2 separate regions of the Bombyx mori genome follow, and region 1 is linked to region 2. Evidence: chromatin contacts called from public Hi-C data. All regions are on one chromosome and are shown on one strand. The core of a region is the stretch at or near the end of the contact, and the rest is flanking DNA. Distances in the headings are between cores, read along the strand shown. Region 1 holds the start of LOC101746214 (protein suppressor of sable). Region 2 holds the start of LOC101739798 (ubiquitin carboxyl-terminal hydrolase calypso).

Region 1 (3,662 bases), core at 1,104-3,603, 130 kb before region 2:
AATTCCTTTTCAAAATTCAACTGCTTTCGTAAACTAAGATGTAGGCATTAAAAGGGAATGTAATATCTAAGGAGATCCTCAATAATATGATAGTTTCATCAAAGAACAGAATGAGAATTTACGTCAGACAAAAATGTAACTACAAATGAAATTATCTAATCATAAAACCATATGTTAGGCGTTATAGTTCACTATTTTAGTTCATTACCCGGTACATTTATGTACATAGAGGTTCAGGTCCCTACTGACCGCCGGGTAGCGGCGGAGGCCATAACGCTGAGTCATACTTTGCCCCACGTAGACCCATTACGCCCAATGATTAAACAATTTTGCAAGAATCAACAGAATTTGTTTAAAATGCTAGCGTAACATACAATATCATTGCAAAAAAGGATAATCGCTTCTCTGCACTTCCACTTCTACTATCCTTTTAAAGAATTTTATAGCTACTAAAACAGAGATTATGCCACATTAGTAGCTATAACAATGCGCATCGTAGTTGTTTTTCCAATAGACTATTTCTGAGGCATACATTAATCTACTCATAGTTTTAAACGTTATACATCTCATTCACTGTCTTATAACCAAAGAATGGAAAGAAATCCGGTAAATTTGTTAAAACAAGTAATACATAACTCTTAACGTAAACAAAAATACAAAATAGATATCTTTCGAAACTATGAATCAGTCAAGTGAGCGTTTCGAGAATTGTATATTAAATAGGCGATTGAAATAAATAAGTATCAAAAATTAACGTTCGTTTCTGAAATCAGAAAATAAATGTTTTACTGGTAATAGATATAAATACGCCATTTCTTTCTCGTATGGGAAATACATTCAAATACACACCGGTGTCTATGAGTACCTACTGTGTGTGTGCGCGTAAGAAATCGATTGCGACAAAACAACTAGTGACTGCTTGGTGTGAAAGAGACAAAAGATGAAAGACATTTTAAATAGGTCATACATTGTCACATCAACTACGCTGAAATTTTGGTTATATAGCCAACATTTAATTTAAATAAGATATTTGAGATAAGTTAGGTATGCTTATTAATGTAAATACATAAGTGGGCATAAATAAATTCGTATTTATATAATAATCTTTGTATGTACCTAGGTACTTTCTGAAAATCAAAACCTTTGTGTAATCAATGTGTAATTACATAATATAGCACAACACACACTTTCAACGTTCAAAGTTTCAACATTAAATCTGTTCGAAAATGTTCTTAATAGGTTATCTATTAATAAAATATTCCAAATGGACACGGACGTGGCCTTTTTTGCTTAGATACTATACCTAATATTCGTAGAAAGTATAAGCATTGGAAATATTCTCCAAAAATCACAATAATGCTTGTTTGCGATGATAGACCAAATCAACATAGACAGTCGAAGTCGGTACAGTAACTGTTCATAGATCCACTACTTTCAAATTTAATAATTTGATGAATCGAGCAAAGTAAGCAGTGGGTGGCCGTTCACATTTCACAATGTCTTGCTGGGTTGCGGTTTCGCCGCGGTATGACATGACGTCAGCCTTCTAGAACAGCAAGATCTATATTATTTGTCCTTTCTTTCATTGAGGTCACGCGGTGTTACACTCACACAAAGGCATTGAATATGAAAGTATACGACGATAAGGACTGCGTATATTGCGCAGTTAACGCACAATAAGTTAAATACTTGTGGTTTTTGTAATACGAACATCAACAGATAATACACCTAAATAGTAAATGTTACGAGTCACAATAAGAGAAATAAAAAATTATGAATATAGATAGGAACCAACACCCGTACATAAAATTAAATGTAAATATATACATAAATATGGGATTGACGAGATACGTTCCAAAGCTATTATATATAATTGTGTTATATTATTTAATAAGTGTAGCTGGCGTTAAAAATGTTTTTAACATTCTCATGCAAATTTTGCCAAGATGGCGGCTACGATACAATCGCGTGATCAATTATATGCCGCCATTTTATGATGGAATTTTTTCCAATCATTACTTAGATTGGAATCACATTTTGAACGATATTACCCTTTGATATTACCATTATTCTGAACATCTCCAGTATTACTCGATAAGCGATAATATGTAATGAGTAGCACGTAGACTACCTGATCAAGCACTAAAATGGGGGCCACGCGTTCATTATTGTCCTAACTAGCAAATAATATAAGTGTTACCAATCTTACATTAATCAACGGTTCACTATGTGCGACTACTATACGCCATGTATTATGTAAATATTCATAGCATTGTTGCATTAGACGAAACAAATCGAGTGCGCTACAATGATTTCGAACGACGACTGCTGCAGAACATGGCAGTGGGCTTAAAATTTTTAGTTCGGTCTTTCAGCACAATCTGTTGAAGCGCTGGTGAAGCGGAAGCTATAGCGCCATCTACAAAGTCAAGCTGCAATTTAGATACTTTAAGTGATGCTTTTAATACTAAAATATCAGATTATTTGATTATAAGTCATAATTACAGCTTTTATGTGAGTTTAAAAATATATAAAGTATTTTTTGTCACATATTGGACTTCTAAAATAGAATCTCACATTAATGATAAAAAATAAGTTGCTTAACTTGGACACATAATTTTACCAGTGTTGCTAATGCAACAAAAAAGGGAAAAGGTCGAATTGCCAGAACGAAAGTTTCTCAAATTATAAATAAATTATCTTTGCGAGTCATTTGCGCTCAAATCTAAAAATAAGGTCAATGCGCTTGAAAATCAGTTTTGATTGATATAAATTTTGAATTTCTAGTCATAAAATTTGAAACTGAATCGTAAATGCTAGTAATTGAAATTAAATCGACCTGCGGTGCATATTAAGCTCTGACCTCTATTTTGAAAAATATTTTAGATATCGGTATTATGAAATAGCATCATTTGTCATTCTATGTTACCTCCCGTGAAGCGTAGCAAATTATCCTATTAGATTTACAAAACAATTGAAACATAAACTCATATATTTAATGTAGAAAATAGTCTCAATATTTATTCATTGTTCTCTAAATCTATGCTGGTACACATGAAGAAAGCCCATTGAATAGCTATTGAAAACGAAAAAGCTTTATTTCGTTTTTGTTACTTGCTAACATGGACATACAAAACTATGACCCACCTGACAGTAAGCGGTAACCAGAGACAAGGACCTAAACGTGGATTGCTTAATACACCTTGACACAAAATTGATGTTCCAAGTGAACAACAAGTACAACAGAAGTCTTAAATTTTAATTAGAACGCATGACAATTTCATGGAAATAGTTAAGCTAGCACCCATCATTGTGCGTTTGCAACATGCCCGATAATTATGAACTAAGTATGAATAATATAACAAATGAAGAAAAATGTCATAGAATGTATATTCTTTGATATTTTTACTCTTTCTCGCAAACATGGCTGTAATGGATTTCGATGAAATTTCGCACAAAGATAGTTTGTAACTGGATTAACACATACTTATGATACTTTTTAACATAGAAAATGACATGACTCGGGCTACACCGAATACCTACACTTTCTTTATTAAATATGATAGTGTTTTCGTTGTCTCATGAATAAAATAACAATGGATCTACAAACCAAATGATAGTTTATGGACAAGAGCACATTGAGAGATAAGACTCCCATAGCT
Region 2 (3,466 bases), core at 171-2,670:
CGTGATAGTAATTTTTATTTGAAGAACGAACCACACGGAAGACCGCCCACACATGTGAATAACAATGAATTGAAAGAGATTGTTCGAGATCGTACTCGTATTAGTGATGGACGAGTAGAGGACGATGATATGCAAATTTGCAGTAATGCGAGTGGTCGTCCATATTGTTCCCCTTACCCCCCAATCCTCGATTCGTGTAACACACCATTTTCAATAATATAAAAAAGTTTGAACAATAAACACCTAACATTATAACTGTAGAAAAAATACGCCACAGACAAAACAGTTTTATTTCTCGAAAACCAAAATTCACCAAGCCTCTCAACCAGCAAACAAAATCGCAAGCCGCACGAGAGATGGTGGAAACCGATCCGAGCCAAGCTACGTAGGAATTAGCGGCACGGTTTTACGTTACCTACCAACAATATTGACTCATTCAGATCAATCTCAGAAAAATGGGTGCCTCATGATTTGAAAGGCATGTTGAAACTTATGTTGCCTTGTTGAATCGATACAGAAATGAAGGAATATTGGATCGAATTTTGACATATGATGAAAAGTGGATTCTTTACGATAACCGTAAGCGAAAAATGCAATAGCTGACCCCAGGTCAAATTCCACCACAGTGTCCTAAAACAAAGCTTACCAATAAAAAGGTAATGGTAACTGTTTAGTGGTCTCAGCATGGTGTCTACTATGCCGAACTCCGAATAATGATAGCAAAATGTACAGTGAACCAGCCCCGACTCATGAATCGATCTTTACCATTATTGCTCCATGATAACGCGAGACCTCATACAGCACGAGAAACCGTTACAACTTTACAGGAACTGCAATTAGGAACCTTTCGTCATCCTCCGTATTCACCAGACCTTGCTCCAACGGACTACCATTTTTTTCGTGATTTGGACAAATTTGTACGTGATAAAAAGTTTTCTTTCCAGGAGGCAGTACAAAATGCTTTCACACAGTTTGTAGAATCTAGATCACCAGAGTTCTATCGCACAGACATAAATGAATGACCTTCCTATTAGATGGCAGCAATGTATAGATAATAATGGTAGATATATTGATTCAATAAATATGTGAATATAAAATATTCAGTATTTAAGTAGTAGTGTCCACTCATCTAAGCAATAAAAAAAACCCTTCATACAACTGTGTCTACAGTTTATTGTAATATTATATCGCCGCTGTATTAGTTCCGCTTTAAAACACAAGCCGCCTTCGACATATATAATTCCATAATATATGTAAATTACCATTCCATATTCACGATTTCTATATTCGCTGCATATGCGGCTATGGAATAAGTAGCCACTCACCATCAGGTGGGCCGTGTGCTCGTCTGCCTGCAAGGGCACTAAAAAAATATATATTTACAGAACATATACCCCGCGAATAAAGAGTTTTTACTGTATTTCTTCAAGTGTCTTACTAACCGCTTAGCATCTGTGAAAGTGCTTGTGTGAGAAAATGAAACAAAATTGCTGAACATGGCTTCGTGGGATCTTCCAAAAAGTTCTTTGAACTCTCGGTAAATTCGCACTTTTTAAGTAAGAGGCGTTGTCTTAATATGTCTCCTCGTTTAATTCTATTTCCTTCCATTCAGTCCATTTCACTTTTCAAACAACAAACATGGCTTCGGTCTATTTTAATAAAAACTTGACTGTATGGTCTGTGTTCCCAGTGCCTGTCCAAAACACGAATGGCAAAAATATGCAATTAATAATAATTTACGCAATAACATTGTTAGGGTGGGAAAAGGGCAGAGATTTGGGAACAATAAAACTATAAAACTAAATAAAACAAAAGACTCGACGGCAATAAACGTAAACAATAACCATTGTTGAATGAAAAATATGCCGGTAGAACTAAACAGTCTTACCGAAGGCTGGCTAGAATTGGAAAGTGATCCTGGTCTTTTTACTTTACTATTAGAAGATTTCGGTGTTAAAGGTGTGCAAGTTGAGGAAATTTATGACCTGCATAAGCCTTTAGAGAGCCCGGTGTACGGATTTATCTTTTTATTTAGATGGATAGAAGAGCGCAGATCAAGGCGAAAATTCGTTGAACAAATTGAAAGCTTTGTACGGGATGAGGAGACCATCAATAATATTTTTTTTGCACAGCAAATGGTACCCAACAGTTGCGCCACTCATGCTTTACTTTCCATTTTACTAAACTGTCCAAATCTTCATTTAGGAGAAACATTAAGTAGGTTAAAAGTGAGTACTGAAATGTATTTATTAATAAGAAACCTATTGAAGTATTCCTACAAACTATTTAAATCTGAGCAAGAATTGTAGCTAATGTATTTTACAAAAATGTTCATAAATAATAGATGCAAAATGGATTTAATTAAAACTAGTTTTGTAATTCAATCTCGTCTATATTATAATAATATTAATTTTATCATTCGCTTTCTCAAGAAATACAGTTTTAGTAGTTATGGACACCAGTCGTAACAAGAGAAGTTTTAATTATGCCTATGACTGGAAAACCAAAGAAATTCAATTCAGATGTATCAGAATAAACTAATTAATACAGATTTGAAATATTGCTTAAAACTACTTTCTTTGGTATAAAATAACTTAACCCTAGTTTTCATAGTTATATTAAAATGTCTCTTATATCACCCACAGCATCATACAGTGGGTATGAATCCTGAAAACAAAGGATGGGCAATAGGAAATACACCTGAGTTGGCTTGTGCCCACAACTCACATGCCATACCACAAGCACGCAAAAAGACAGACAAAAATGCTGGAGTTTCTACTGGCAGATTTACAGGTAGTACGAAAGGATCCATCTTGTTTCAGTAATTATTGAATATTCATTGATATTGATACAGTATTTGTGTGATTTTGCATTTTGACATTCAAATTAACATTAAAACTGCTGTTCATTTTTGGACTCAGTTACTCAAATATAGGTTGTCAAGTTCCTGTCCCTTGTGTTAAATGTTTGTGCAGTTTTTATAATAATATTAATAACAACTCATCTATCCAGACTTACAATCCTCTCTATCAAAAGTCAGTCAGATGCTACAACTACTATAAAATTTTATTTTATTTCAGGTGAAGCATACCATTTTGTTAGCTTGGTACCAATCAATGGACATTTGTTTGAACTAGATGGTCTTAAACCATATCCTATGGATCATGGTCCGTGGGCAGCTGATGAGGATTGGACAGATAAATTTAGAAGGGTAATGGCAGAAAGACTTGGTAGAGATGCAGGAGAACAAGTTCATGATATTAGGTAACATTTAAAGTGCATTAAAAAAAATTAGTAAATAAGAAATAAAATGAAGACATTTGTAAAATTTACATTTCAGATTCAACCTAATGGCAGTTGTACCAGACAGAAGGTTAGCATTAACACAAAAGCTTGGGGCACTTGAAATAAATCAGAAGAGAGTCAAAGAAGCTATTTCAAAAATAGGGAAACATCTACGGCATTT

What was found. A called contact is a pair of places that touch in the nucleus more often than the background predicts.
Region 1: a contact with region 2 is called in a Hi-C map of posterior silk gland, with 2.0 times the contacts expected there. The contact joins the promoter of LOC101746214 here to the promoter of LOC101739798 in region 2. A contact is called at or near these places in 3 of 7 Hi-C or Micro-C datasets (middle silk gland, posterior silk gland and whole pupa).

The regions. Positions count from the first base shown.
Region 1 is chr8:9,657,378-9,661,039 of ASM3026992v2, reverse strand. It overlaps LOC101746214 (protein suppressor of sable), which reads right to left and starts at 2,353. Exons shown (of 2, transcript XM_004932226.5): 1 at 1,304-2,353. The coding sequence starts at 1,389.
Region 2 is chr8:9,525,458-9,528,923 of ASM3026992v2, reverse strand. It overlaps LOC101739798 (ubiquitin carboxyl-terminal hydrolase calypso), which reads left to right and starts at 1,420. Exons shown (of 8, transcript XM_004932093.5): 1 at 1,420-2,228; 2 at 2,646-2,793; 3 at 3,081-3,264; 4 at 3,341-3,466. The coding sequence starts at 1,854.